Regions from separate parts of the Gossypium arboreum genome. Here region 2 is linked to region 1. The links are chromatin contacts, called in public Hi-C maps. All regions are on one chromosome and are shown on one strand. Each heading gives the region's core, a stretch centred on a gene start, on an enhancer-like site or on the middle of the called end of the contact. The rest is flanking DNA. Distances are from core to core; before and after follow the strand shown.

Region 1 (7,297 bases), core at 2,575-5,074:
AACAATTTAAAATAATATAGCTAAAAAATCAATATATAAGGAACTCACTACAATTAACAAATAGTTACAGTACTAACTTTCTATGAATATAACTATGTAAATATCCTTAATGTGTTTAATTCAATCAACAATCGTTAGCAAAATTTGCTTTTAGAAGGCAACAACAAACAACACAACTTTACAAGTTAATATATATGAGAGTAAAATTGACAATAAACCATTCTAGAAGTAAGAAAATAGAAAGCATAAATAAATAAATAAAAGCCACTCACATTGGTTCAGGCCAAGGTAAAGATAATATGTTTGGTTGTTACAATTGTGTTTTATGTAACATTGAAGAAGGGAGTGCCTTGGACCAGGCTGCAAAGGGAAAAAACAATGAATATATGTAAGTAAATTTAGAATTACTCATCCACAAATAATCAATGAATAATGAAAATCGTTCCAAGTACAAACATAGAACTTATAATCTATTCTACATAATAACTTAGATTCTTTTCAAGAAATTACATTGCCTAAGAACTCTTAAGTTCACAATTCATATTAGACAACTAGCTGTTGAGAAAAACTCTATATTCTCATTTTATTACTAGAATTTCAAAAAATTTTACTAAACCTTGTGATGATGTACAAGATATTGATCTAGTACCGAACTTTTGATTCTAAAAGTTCCTTAAAAGTATCGAAATGTGATACTATAATGCAAACTATGTAATACAAATCTTAGTTTAAACTAACCACTAATAAGGGTCAACACCATTCAACCATCACTAAAGATTCAAAGCCAAAATGTATGAGTGAAAGCAAATCGATCATATAAATAATAAAATATACTTAGAAAAGGAAAGAAACAAGTACATGCTGGCATCTATCACCTGCTTCAATGAGATTGGGAATGTCAAGTTGCCGGAGATTTCTAGGGTTTTTACAAGTTCCTTCATAATCTCTCTCCAATTCCTACACACACTGACACAAGAAACTACTATTTTTCTTGTAGGCCAAGTAACCTCCGATGCTTCTATTCTCATCAACACATCCCTTAAAAGCTCGTATGGCATGTTTACCCAACAACTCTGCTTGAATGCATCGATGCGAACTAAGTTATCTTGTACTACCCTAAGCAACCTTGATTAACATTTTCTAGATATACTCCCTAACTCCCCTTTCATGTCCTAGATAATGCTCTTAAATGGCATTGGTGGCTCCTTCACTTCTAATTCTCCAAGACCCAATTATTGTTTAACAGTGTAGTTCACCTCTACAACCTCAAAACATCCAAGTTTCCCTCAATTCTCACCAAAATCACTACCCAATCAACACTAATGATTTCAATTGTGGAATTATACCCTCCAAGATTTTAATCAGCATGATATTGAATAAGATCCAAAGTGATTCAACACCAATCATCAGTAATTCTCTTAAAAAACAATAGAGATAACCATAACTCTCTCTCACAAACACTCAACATTATGCACCAATAGCTTGGGATTTTATCAATAGTACAAAAGAAAAAAAAATACCCTTCACCTAAAAAATCTAGTAACTGAACAAAGGTAGTGTAAAAAATGATCAATAAGTTTAAAAGAAAAAGTATTCAAACAAATTCCCACAAATCTCTCTCCTTATCCTAACTAACCAAGACTCGTAAAACTAACACATAGTATAAAAATGAAGACATATTATGAATTATCAAAGTACATGCAAGAGAAAGAACATCGAGATGGATTGGGTTAATGCTTACCAACTTGACTAATTTTTCAATTTTCATAATATATAAATATCAAAATTTGACAAATTAAATTAATTTTAATTTGTCAAAATTAATTTTTCAAATTTTATAAAATAAAAGTCATGATTTAATATTAAATTCTATATATTTAGAAAAGAATAATTCATAGCAATTGTACACAAATCCATATTAAATTTGGAGTTTTATAGAAGTGTTTTTTTTCTAAAATTTTATTTGCACTATTCTTTTATAGAAAGTGTCTCATTAAGAAATTACTCTTTGGGTAAAAGAGTGAAAAATAGAGTATACTTATTGATAATATTGGGATAAATCAAAATAGTCATAAAGCTAACATAATCAATAAACTCGGATGGTTGATCCCATCAAATACAAATTATTTTATCTAAAGGTAGTAAAACTAGCAAAGTAATAAATTGGGGGTTGTTATGAGGAAGTTCGGATTCAATTTTAAAAATGATTAAAATGAAATATTTTTGGTCATTAAATAGAATCCAAGTTGTCTCATCTTTTCTTCCACCGGATATCTCAAATTGGACAAAATTTGTCATCACATCTCATTTGCATTTCATGCCCCATAAAATATACTCTTAGTAACTCCTTGAAGCTATATATTTGCCTTTGTCCACACACACATTTTAATTTCACAAATCCAACCTCCAGCCTACATCATCTTTCTAAGCCCCGAACACCGCCAAAAGTCACTCCATAATGAGTTGCGAATTATCATATGTTAGAAGTCGACGAATCATTCGATAAGTTTGATATTTTCTTTACTGAAAATTTTGTTTCCCAAGTTAGATGCTTTAACATGCAACGGAATTATAAAATGAGAGTGCTTTATAGAGTGTCTAAAAAGACAAACAATGCATAATTATACACTGTTAATCTTGAAATTATGTCTTATAACATATAAAACATTTAAGGGTATAAAGCAGGGTAGCTGGTATTGTTTCGGTACCGCTCATATTGGCTAGAATGCTCTGTTTCAGTAGTAGATCCGAACAACAAACTTTTAGTTCCGTTTCAATACAAATTTTAGTCGATATCGCTTGTACAGGTGCGTACTAGTTGATTTTGCATGTATTGCCCGGAATATGGTGTACCATATTCATGTGAAGCGTGGCATCCTCCTCTTCTTGCTCGTAGACTAGAGGTATTCACGATCCGATCCGCCTAAATCAATTTGAATGAAGTTTGAGTTTAAATTTTCTTACAATTGATCCAACTCAATCCGCAAATTGGCTTTAATTCATTGCATTTGCCTCTTTCATATTTTAATTTAGGTTAAAATTTGCCACAAGCCCCCATACTTTTCTAATAATAGGAACTTAGTATCTATATTTTTAGTTCATGGAATTTAGTCTATCTATTTTTCAAATTTCAAAATTTAGGTACAATTATTAATACTATTAATTTTTTTGTTAAATTCAAGTTAATTAAGTAATCATTTTAAATTACATGGGTACCAAATAAGTATATTTTTTATTCAAAAAGTCATAATAATAAATTTAATAAAAAATTATCAATGTTAACAATAAAACCTAAATTTTAAAATCTAAAAAAACTAAATTCCATAAAAAAATACAAAACTTATAACATAACCTTTAATTTATTCATATAAGCCAGGCATTTAATTTATCCTAATCATAGAAAATAATTCATGCAAATGGCACGCCAGACTCATCCGTCAGGAAAAACAATACTCTTCGTTAATAAATCAAATACAAATTAACCATTTTTGGCTTCACCTTTAGCTCTAAGGATTGGAAGTTCCCTTTTCCTTTTCTGTTTTTTTTTTTTTTTGGGGGTGGTCTTATGACTGTTGTGTCTGATATTTTCGACCGTTACTAAAAGTATTTATTAATTTGGAAGGCCATATTGTGATGACGCTGACATGTACATCTGCGTCCTGCTCCAACCCCACCCTCCCAAATGAAATATTTACATTTAAGTTCCATTTTAATAAGGAACTAAGCTGATTTTAAGTTAGTCAAAATTTTGTTTTTCGACAGAAAAACACGTGTAAAAAATTAATTGGTCTCACAATGAAAAATTAAAAATTAAATATATTCCAGAAAATGCGTATTTAATTCAAACAATGCCAATATATCAATGGACTGAGTAGTGAATTGAAAGCAAAGAGAGAAGAAGAAGACAAAAGAGGAACGCTCCCTCTCATTTTCCATCAACCTGAACAAAACCATCTCTCTTTTCTGGGTAAATCAATCCTCCTTCACTCCCTGTACATTTGTATTATAATTGTATGTTACAGCTTTATGAAGTAGAAGGATACTGTGAAGTTCCAGTGATGGGAATTGATCATGTTTTCTACATTACTTGCATAAATTCTGGGAGGCGCCACTAGATTGAAATTCCAGATTTCTTTCCATATAAATCCCTTTCTTTTTTCAGTTTTATTTGGCAGGTTTTACCATCTAAATTTCCCGCTTTTCGATCTCGTTTTTCATGCCTAATCTATTTCCTGTTTTGTCCCCCCTTTTTTTAGCATAAATACACAGGGGACTAGCCCTGTTTCATATCGTCTTCATTTCTCTTACTCTTTCATCTGTATATTAGCCTTTAGTTTCAGGTTTTAGAGTTTCCGTCCTTTGGTTCTTAAAACTCTTTTGTCATATTAAGGTAAAAGAGGAGAAGATGGTTCACATGATGAACAAGATCGAGGAAAGTTCAAGATGGTGGTGGTTTGATAGTCACCACGACGGTTCAAAGCGCTCCCAATGGCTTCAATCCACTCTTTCTGGTAACACCCCTTTCTCCTTTCTACTTTCTTCATCACTATCTTAGAGCATTTCTTGGCATTTCTTGTTTCTTGACCGTTGGAGACATTGTGCATGCCTTTTTCTTTTCATTCTCATGAACGTTTCAATTTTTTTAAATTGCTTTTTCTGCAGTATCACTTTACAGATATGTAAAAAAAGGACAAACAAAAACGAAATGATGAGAAGACTCTGTTAACTTTTAACCTTGAGGTGAAGAACAAAAGATATTAATAATGGGATTGCAATGGTTTCTTGAGAATTGGATCTAGAAGAGCAAGGACTAGGGAAAAAGAAAAAATAATTTTATGCTAATAGTATTATTTAACAAACATTACAAAGTAATCCTAATTAGTGTATTATTGACTGCGTAATGACTGACTGGTGGGGCCTTATGTTATACAGTAGGTTCCACCAGAAACCCTTTTCTTTTATTTGTAAGACAAGGGTAGAGATTATTCAGGAACCTGAGAGGTTATCTTAGTGTGAAATACATTTTTTTTTCTCTAGGAGCACAGAATGGGGTTGTGTTGGACAACAACTATATGCTTACTATACAAATAAACCTTCTATTTCAAATTTTCAACACCAAAGCTAGAAGTGAATCTAGTTCTAGGATTCAGGATACAAGGTTTTTGAAATCAGAGACCTAACAAGCTGGTGTGGTCTTGGCAACAATATGGAATTTAACCTTGAGCCGAAGATTTGCTCATGGTGTTAGGGATGCAATGGCATGATGAGCTGGTATTGGAATGGTTGACTTGTAGTTCCTGTTTTGTGTGTTAATATCTTAATCATCATGGCTTGCGTTTGGATGGCTGTTCAAATTTCTGTTGTCTGAGATCTTACAGGCTTTAGCATGTACATGTGGGTGGCCCTCAGTGTACAGGGACCCTGAAACTGAAGTCCCACCAGACATTGTTAACTTTCTCACTTTTCCATATTTCCCACTAACTTCTAAGTGTAGCTTTGCAGCTCAAGTAATTAGTCTTCCAAAAACGTTACTTTATGAGCTAATAATGAATTGGATCCCTTGCATCTCAGGTTAATTATAAATGGATCATTATAGGGAACGGGAATAGATTTGGATAGGACCCTTTGCTCATATTTAATTTAGCAATTGATCCTTTCTCTTCTATATGTCTGCCATTGAGAGATCTTTGCTTGATTAAAAGACCAGAAAGGTTCTGTTGCCATGTTGTTTTACCAGGGTGAAACGTTAACATTGACCAACTCATTAAACTTCCTGGAATTATTTTCTTTTTCCATTATTTGTTTGTTCTGTTTATTTGCTGAAGTGATTGAATGGTTTTATTTTAATGATAGAGTTGGACTCCAAGACCAAGGCAATGCTAAAATTGATTGAGGAAGATGCAGATTCTTTTGCAAAGCGTGCAGAAATGTATTACAAGAAACGTCCCGAGTTGATTAGCTTGGTTGAAGATTTCTACCGATCCCATCGTTTACTCGCTGAGCGGTATGATCAAATTAAGTTGGACCCTGGAAATCGCCTTGTAACAACATTGGGATCCCCGTTTTCTTCCATGAAGTACTGCCATTCAGAGAAGACGATCAACTTGATGGATAAACTCTATGATAGCAGCTCCGAGACCTTTGATTCTGAAGACTATGCTGAATCAGAAGTTGATGACCCTGAAAATGATGAAACTGGGGAGGAAGTCGAGGATCCCAAGCAGGAAGATAAATACGAAGCCGGTTTAGTAACTAAAGAAGGCCATGTTGTGAAGGAAGATGAATCTTCAAAGGTGTTCCGTGATGAATTGATGAAGTTAAGGGAAGAAATAGAGAAACTGAAAGAAGAGAACAAGGTTCAGAAGGCTCAATTAATTCAGAAAGATGAAGAGAAGAAAGAGGTGATTAGACAACTCAGTTATGCTGTCCAAGCGCTCAAGGATGAGAACATGGAGCTGAAGAAGAATATGGTTAAAAGACCATCCCCCAGTAAATGGAGTCCCTTTGAATTTAACAAAATAAAGGGAGGACTATTTGGGATGTTGTTGAATGGGTCCCCATTGTCTCGTTCTACTATCATTGCCCTGTAGTTTTAGTTAGGTTGCATTAAGGTAAGTAGCATATACATATACATATAGGAAAAGAGGGCAGTTCAAATTAGGAACTTAGAAGAATTGTCATACATGTGTTTACCTTCTGAGAAAATTTTTCAGTGTTTGCTATTCTTTCGTTCAATTGTTTCATTTGTGTACTTGTTTTCCCTTGTTACTATTTCTTTTTTTGTTTTTCCTTATTGTGACAGAGTTGAACTTAATGTAGTCTTTGTGCTAATAATATAAGCATTTTTTGGTACCAAATCAGAGTTCATACTAATAATTTGAATTAAATATAATAGTCAACAACCATGGTTAACAATATCAAAAATAAATATATAGAAAACATAAAAAGAAAAGAGTGAAGCTACAAGGAACAATGCCATCAGCAGAAATTCACACACCAGAAAGCTTCTGCAATATACTAAATACTAGCAAACCAAGAAACAATGTTGGTTTTAAAGCTCGAGCTGAAGTTGGATAAACCGAAGTGGATACCGGCAAAGGGCTGTTAGATGGTGAAAATGCGAAACCAGGAGCAGGGGCCACGATGTTATCCGGATTCGGGGGACTGGGGCTTGAAGGAATCGTGGGCATCGACGAATCAGTAGAAGGTGCCACACCATTCGGAGTAGGGAACAAAGGCTCAATATCAGGGGGTAAACTTGGAGAAGAAGCAAGAGGTGCACCTGGAAGGAATGCCG
Region 2 (7,297 bases), core at 2,258-4,757, 230 kb after region 1:
CAGGAAACAATTGTCACAGGAGGAACCTATCGTTCATCAAACTAGGCACTGCAAGGGAGGAGCTAATGTAAAAAAGATTAAGGATCAAGTGGATAAACCAAGAGTAATGACCAATAATGTTAAGGAGGGAAGTATGCTAACATATAAGAGAAAGAGGAAGAGCGTGGTTGCTGATCCACCTAAGTTATTGAGTGGCAAGCAGAAATGCACCAAGCTGCATTCATATGCCTCTGCTGAAAATCTTGACGGCAAATTGAGTGAACAACGTAGTCCACAAGAAGCTGCTATAGCCAGATATTTGAGATTAGATACATGGAACTGTCCCAAAGGCAAAAGAACACAACGGAAAGTGCCGATCCATTCCAGTGGAAAGAGTAATATGCATGCTTCATTCACTAGTGTTGGTGCAGAAGAACACAAACTGGATCCTGTCAGAAATAAAAAAATGCCAGAAGATGATGAAACCAATTCTAGTAACTTCAACATGAAAGGACGAATGTGTACTTCCCTCTCTTGGCCTTCTTTAGAAAGTAATTCTGATGAAAGTTTATCAAGACAGAACTGTAAAGAACAAGTTTCAGGCGTTACTACAAACAGTGATCTAGCAGTCCCCAACATAAGAGAAAGTGCTTGGGACTTGGATAGAGTCAATGCCGCCCAAACTGGGAAGCCATATTATGTGGATTCTACATCAATCATCAATGGTTTAAAGAACCATAATTTTGGAGAACCACTGAGAAATACTATTGAACCCTCTGGTAAGGAGTGCATCACTACACTTAGTTGCAAAAAAAGTGTGAATGAGGCATCACTCAACAACAGACCCTACGTATATCACAGGAAACCTTGCAACAAAAACCTACCAAAACCATCACTTTTGAAAGAGCTTATTGGGTTAGGTGTTCCTAAGTTAATGTCTGATTCTACCCACAGAGGCTTCAGAGCACGAAAAGAGCTGGCATATATTCGAGTCCTGTTTAGCCAGCATTTGGATGATGATGTAGTCAAGCAGCAGAAAAAGGTGTAGCCTTTGTTTCTTTTTCAACAACGAGATAATTCATAAATCTAGTCGTAGAATTCTTTGATTTGCTTTTATTTTGAACAGATTGCTGCACGACTGGGTATTTCTATCACATCATGTTCTTTAGATGCCACACATTTCATAGCAGACAAATTTGTGCGTACGAGGAACATGTTGGAAGCCATTGCTCTTGGAAAATCAGTGGTGACTCATCTATGGCTTGATAGCTGTGGGCAGGCAAGTTGCTTACTAGATGAGAGAAATTACATCCTGAGGGACTCCAAAAGGGAAAAGGAAATTGGTTTTAATATGGCTGTTTCATTGGCTCGAGCAAGACGGTATCCACTTCTAAAGGTGGTTGTATGTGGATATCTGATTTATTTGAAACCAGATTAGTTCCGCAGACACTTCTTACATTACTGGAATATCTTGTATGCTGATATCTAATATCCCTTGACAGGACAGAAGAGTCTGCATCACCCAAACTGTTAAACCTAACAAAGAGATGATTGCTAGCTTGGCCAAAGCAGTTGGAGGTGAGGTATGTGTATCTATCTACCTTAATAGGTAGCCTGCAGCTATCAGTCACTAATGGTGTTCGAATATCGTTGATATAACTTTATCTATATTCCTTTTATGTTTTCTCTATCTAAGGACAATATGGTAAAGTAATGACTTTCTGAGAATTTCTCCTCAGGTAGTTGAAGCAAAAGATCAAAAGATCCCAGATGATCTCTTGATTCTTTCCTGTGAACAAGATCTGGCAATCTGTAAACCTTTGCTTGAGAAAGGTTTTTACACCATTATCATGATGTCCCGTTTCTTTCTAATAAATGATCACTCAGCTTTGTGGTAATTGAACAAGTTTACTTTAATGCAGGAGCAACAGTGTATAGTTCAGAGCTTCTGTTAAACGGGATTGTCATCCAAAAATTGGAATATCAGAGGTAAATGTATTGGAATTTATATAATAAATATTATCCCCGAATCTGCCCATCTTGGCCGTGTGTACAGGCCTGTTAAGATAATCTGAAACTGTGGTTTACTTAGCTAAACTGATCAGGGCCATCATTCTGATAATTGCTTGGCATAGTATTTGAGCTCATTCTCACATTTAAGATCATCTAAATTTCCCCACATGCTAGTCATATGAGCACCTAATTTTGAACCAGAAACAAGGCACGTTATGGATCAGTTTCACAATCTATGTTGCTCAGACTATTCATTCTTCTTGAAGTATCCAAAGATCCTCCAAATATATATATATATATAACTTAGAAAAATCTAACCATACTCGTAGTGGGCACTTGTACTGTTTCGTTTTGTTCTTTTAATGTTGCATTGTCATCTTACAGGCATCAACTCTTCTGAGAGAGGAATAGACATGATCAAAGCTCAAGGAAACATTGATTTGTGCACTTGTAGACAAGAAGGGCGGGGTCCTAATTTGTACAGTCAGGTTAAAATGTCAAATACATGGGGGCCACTGTGATGTTAGAACTCGTAGACTTTAAAACCCATTTTGCTCAGTGAGAATGCTATCACATTATGGAAATTTGTAAAAGACATGCCGCATTTGATAAAATATTGGACGGTCATGATTGGTTAATGGGTCTTCATATTCACTTGCCAACTGAAACAACAGTCCATGTGGGGATTCATAAACAATTAAGCATCCTCCTGTGGTCCAGTCAGAGTTCATTGTTTTCACTAAAACATTCAGTATCGGGTCAAAGTATGCTTTGATATCTATCTATCTATATATATACACTTAGTAAGAATTTGTCAATCCATAAAACTTCATATTTTTTTCTAAAACAAATGTCTCACGTGAACACTTATATTTTGAATTAATTCTTTATATACAGCTAATATTTACGACTCTCAACAGCAGCAGACAAATAAGACTGCAGATGCCAAACGCAGTAGCCAATATTTAGGTCAAATTTTAGTTTTGATCTTTCTATTTTCCTCAAATTTTAGAATTGGTCTATTATACGCAAATCAGCGTCAATATTTTAAACCCGAACAGTTAATAATATTATTCGGATTAATTGATGATTAGGGCATCCCCAAAATGGTAAATAGTCCGGTCAAAATTTAAAAAATTATAAATCTCTATATAATGGTAAAATTGGATTTTGGTCTTGCAAATTTTTTAATTCGATTTTGGACCCAAAGCAATTTTATGGCTTCGTTCCTTCTAACAAAATTATAAAAATAGGACCAAAAATCAAATTATAGGACTAAATCCAAAATTTTGAGCATAATAGAGGGATCAAAATCAGAATTTGACCCAAAATTCATGAAGCAGATTTCATTTTTCTCCTCCTTGGTCGTTGGGGGCTGCCAAGTTATTATTCTATCATAGCCCCTTTTTAAAAGGTAGAAAATCCGTGTGGTCAACACTGCTTCTAGAATAGTTGGAATACATACATAAACATACATATATATATTCTTTTTGTTCTAGAAGGTGAATTAGCCAACGGATAATTGTTTTTTTCTTTTCAAACTCAAACACGCAAACGGTGGCGGAGGCGCCGCTGGCGGCAAAAGTAGCACCACCTCTCCTTTTCTTTTCAAATTCCTTTTATAGTAATATGTTATATCTATTATAAATAAACACTACGTATTGGGGACTCCAAAATAAGGTTATTACTTGTTTACTTTGTTCTTTAGTATCGACAAGAAACATGGAGATTACAAATAAAGTTGTTGATGTCTCTTATTTCTTCCACTTAGAGACTACCGGCGATTCCGAAGCCGGTTACTTTGATCCCGCCATATCTGTTATCAACCATGATGAAGATGACAACGATGATGCCGAGTCATGCAGCTGTGATGATGCCACTACATCTGAATCTGATCTTCTTCATGTGGTTAATTATAGCTTAGATCACAAAGCAAATGTTGGCGATGATCATCACGAAGATGAGGAAGAGGATGGGGAGGTGGTGGACCAAAATGGGGTTCATTTGTGTAAGAAATGTATTAATGGAGTTGTGGTAAAACAAAACAAGAAAGCATCAGCTGTTTCTTTTGATTCAACCATGAATGAGATGGAAAAGAACAAGCTGTTCTGGGAAACCTGTCTAGCATCTTAGATGCTGTTCTTTTTCTGTTTTGTTTTTTTGTCCTTTCTTTCCCCCAATTCCCTGCAAATCAACCATATTTAGATAGAATAGGCAATGTTAGAGAACTTCGATTTCAAACACAAACACAAGTTCAGCCTCATTACTGAACCTTTGATTCAAACAATACTAACTTTATCGATTTACAGAAGCAAATCATGAACGAAGAGCAACAAAGTATTGTTTTACATAATGTAAGGATGAACCATCATCAGTCAGATAGCATTAGACAAGGACAGTGACAATCTAGATTGTCTATCATCTCCACATCCTTATGTGCTTGGCTCTTCCTTCCGACCGGAGTCCCTTCCATCACTAATTCTCGAGGCAAAAATTCTTTCAGGTAAGACAGTAACTGGACTTGAATGATCACTTTGTAATTCGTTAGCTGGTTCCTCCAAAAAGACTATTGGTGACCGTCTTATTATTCTCATCTAGTTGCCTCAAGAAGCATTCCTCTATTTCATCTAATGACTGAACTTCATCTTCGTCTCCGCTGTAGCTATTGTAAAGGGCATTATCATATTCTGATGTTGGTCCTTTCAGCTCGCAGCTCGTTTCCATCTCTCGGTTACTATCAAACTCCTCATCGGTAGGGCCATTGCAAGAGTGAGACGACATTGGTGAACATCTCCCTCCTGTTGCGCTCTCTTCACGCTCCTGCAGTGTCCTCATGATCAAGGTCTTGAGCAAGTTCATTACTTGAACAGCATGCATCAGAGCCGTCAATGGATCAGACATCTACTCGAGAGAAAATCAAAATAAAAATCTTCATCTTAGTTCCCATGGCAGTTTGTAGTATTTGACAACAATTTTAAGTACATATCTCTGAATACTGATCCAACAAATGTCGTTATGCAAACTAGAAAATTTTGTTTGATACCTGAGTCATATTCGGAGCAAAAACCATTGCGATATTTCTCGCATTCATTTTGTTCGATTCCTCTTCCTCAACAACATCCGCCATAAGATCAACAGCCCAATTGAGCAATGCAGCTTCAGTTGGCTTTAGTTGCTTCACAAGATCGACAGATTCTTCTTCGGTATTGCATTGGAGAACCTGTTCAGGGGAAAGTCCATCTAGCACCCCTGCAGGAAGTTCCCGGAACCAAGCCTTTATAAGGCCAGCAAGACAATGGACGTCGATATTATCCGGCACTATGCCCCTATTGAGCTGATCTCTTACATGCTCCTCCTGGCTATTTTCGGGATTTATCCGGAAAATTCCTTCTGCCTACAAGATCAATTGAGCAGAAAACCATGATCATTCAATTGCATAGAGTTGAATTGAATAGTAGTTGACAATGTTTATAACTCCAAACCTTTAGCCCTCCTTGTGAATAAAGCCGCTCCTGCATTAGTAAGAGTATAGTGGGGACACTATTCCCTTTGGAATCGAACGAGCATTGCATTGATTCGGCTGAGACACCAAACACACTAGCACTGTAATGAATACAGTCAGTTGCAATTAAGGACCATAGTAATAGAACAGATAAAACGTCTATATGCAAAAGGTCCTAGTTCGAGCCTTGCCATAAGCTCACTTTACAGCAACCATGGTGCTGTAATTGAATAGGGAGATAAAACCCTGATTGGAGAAAAGACCGGACTTGGCTTGTAAACCGCAGAGGTACATCAAAAGAAGTTTCTTTGAAAACCCAAATTTCTTCATAGACAAGATTAGCTTGCAATAAATATTTTGCAACTAAAAACAGTCCAGAACATGGCATCATTTATTTGCTTCACCTATACAAGGCAGGGTCAGTAGCTACATTTATTGCACACTTCAGGTGCTGCAAGAAATAAACCTAATATAACCACAAATCCTAATACCCTAAAATAATACTAACATAGCCTCTATCACTCGATGAAATTCACTGCAATTCCACAAGGAACTCAAAGTCCAATTATTTTACTGCTTCTGGAAAAAGGAGTAGGACAAAATAAATAAGGTCTACATATTATAATAATCATTTGTCAATTTCATATAGCTTTTATAGAAAGCGACAAACCCAGTTTAATAAATTGTTTATTTTCAAATTTTCAAAATGAAAAAGAGCTTGAAATCAAAACTTTGAAAATAAATTTCAGATCTAAACTACAGAAAACACTTAACATTTCAACCTGAAAACAACTAAAAGAAATCAATCTTTAAAGAGACCAACAAAAGAAAATTACCTAGCACTTGGAACCCGACCGGGGATCTCGACTTGGAACTCAACGGGAAGACCCAAGAACCCATTGAACCGATCAAATGTAACATGGGTGATGTGTTTGACGTTGGTCGGCCATCCGATTTCCATATGATGAACGGTGGAAGAAGACATTACTTCGTCTCGTCTATCAACACGACAAGACACCATGGATTTCCTCAAAGCAGCCAAAAGCAAGGCCACGACAGAAATCTGGTTCTGCCGTTCTTCTTCCTCCTCACAGCTCTTGAGCCCTCCTCCTCTTCCTTTAGTTCCGCCCTTCCCACCGCCACCACAGCCACCTCCTTTGGTCATCATTACTAGACCTGTCATTATCTTCCTGTTAGCTTTGGGTTTTGCTTCTCTTCTTCGAAGGTCATGAGGTTTTTAAATTTTGTGGACTTGTTATTAAGAGATGCATCGGAAGTGAAGCTTTTCAAGTTTCTAGAGTTAACGTCCACTTGTGTTTTCAAATTTTTATCTTTGTTATTCACTTTATCTACAGTGGAATTTATTGTTTGCCCTTATAGTTTGAGTGATATTACGAGAGTGCCATCTACCCCAATTGGTCACTGACAAAAATCATTCTTCTTGGGAAAATGACACTATTATTTTGAAGATTGGGATTCAATTATATGTCCCATTTACTACTTTATTTCTTTTAAATATAATTCATGGTCTTTGGTGAGAGATTTGAATCAGGGTTTTTACTAAAATTTTAAAAATTTAATAATAATAATAATAACACACACAAAATAAAATATTTTAAAATTTTGATTTCAATGGTACCAGATTAGAATGAAATTATTTGTAATCCAACCTAATATTTTTACCATTAGATTAAGAAATTATTAAAAATAATTTTTAATATATACAAAGAATTAACTTTAAAATGTAGTTTTATATTATTAAATATTTTACGAATCTAATGACAATTCATATTGATATATTTT

The links. Hi-C and Micro-C count contacts between places; a contact is called where the count stands out from the background.
Region 2: a Hi-C map of leaf shows a contact between it and region 1, with 4 times the contacts expected there. The contact joins the promoter of LOC108489949 here to the promoter of LOC108489861 in region 1. A contact is called at or near these places in 2 of 5 Hi-C or Micro-C datasets (both in leaf).

Annotation. Positions count from the first base shown.
Region 1 is chr8:127,159,631-127,166,927 of ASM2569848v2, forward strand. LOC108489861 (protein NETWORKED 3A-like) reads left to right here and starts at 3,825. Exons shown (of 3, transcript XM_017794545.2): 1 at 3,825-3,967; 2 at 4,391-4,511; 3 at 5,854-6,857. The coding sequence starts at 4,406. The coding sequence ends at 6,590. LOC108489862 (classical arabinogalactan protein 26-like) reads right to left here. Exons shown (of 1, transcript XM_017794547.2): 1 at 6,909-7,297. The coding sequence ends at 6,990. It also overlaps the pseudogene LOC108452384.
Region 2 is chr8:127,388,360-127,395,656 of ASM2569848v2, forward strand. LOC108489949 reads left to right here and starts at 3,508. Exons shown (of 1, transcript XM_017794713.2): 1 at 3,508-4,641. The coding sequence starts at 3,715. The coding sequence ends at 4,125. It overlaps LOC108450895, which reads left to right. Exons shown (of 8, transcript XM_053018219.1): 3 at 1-1,021; 4 at 1,106-1,375; 5 at 1,482-1,562; 6 at 1,719-1,812; 7 at 1,902-1,968; 8 at 2,377-2,630. The coding sequence ends at 2,392. It overlaps LOC108489947 (rho GTPase-activating protein 2), which reads right to left and starts at 6,833. Exons shown (of 5, transcript XM_017794712.2): 1 at 6,331-6,833; 2 at 5,475-5,595; 3 at 5,036-5,386; 4 at 4,561-4,893; 5 at 4,227-4,559. The coding sequence starts at 6,677. The coding sequence ends at 4,425.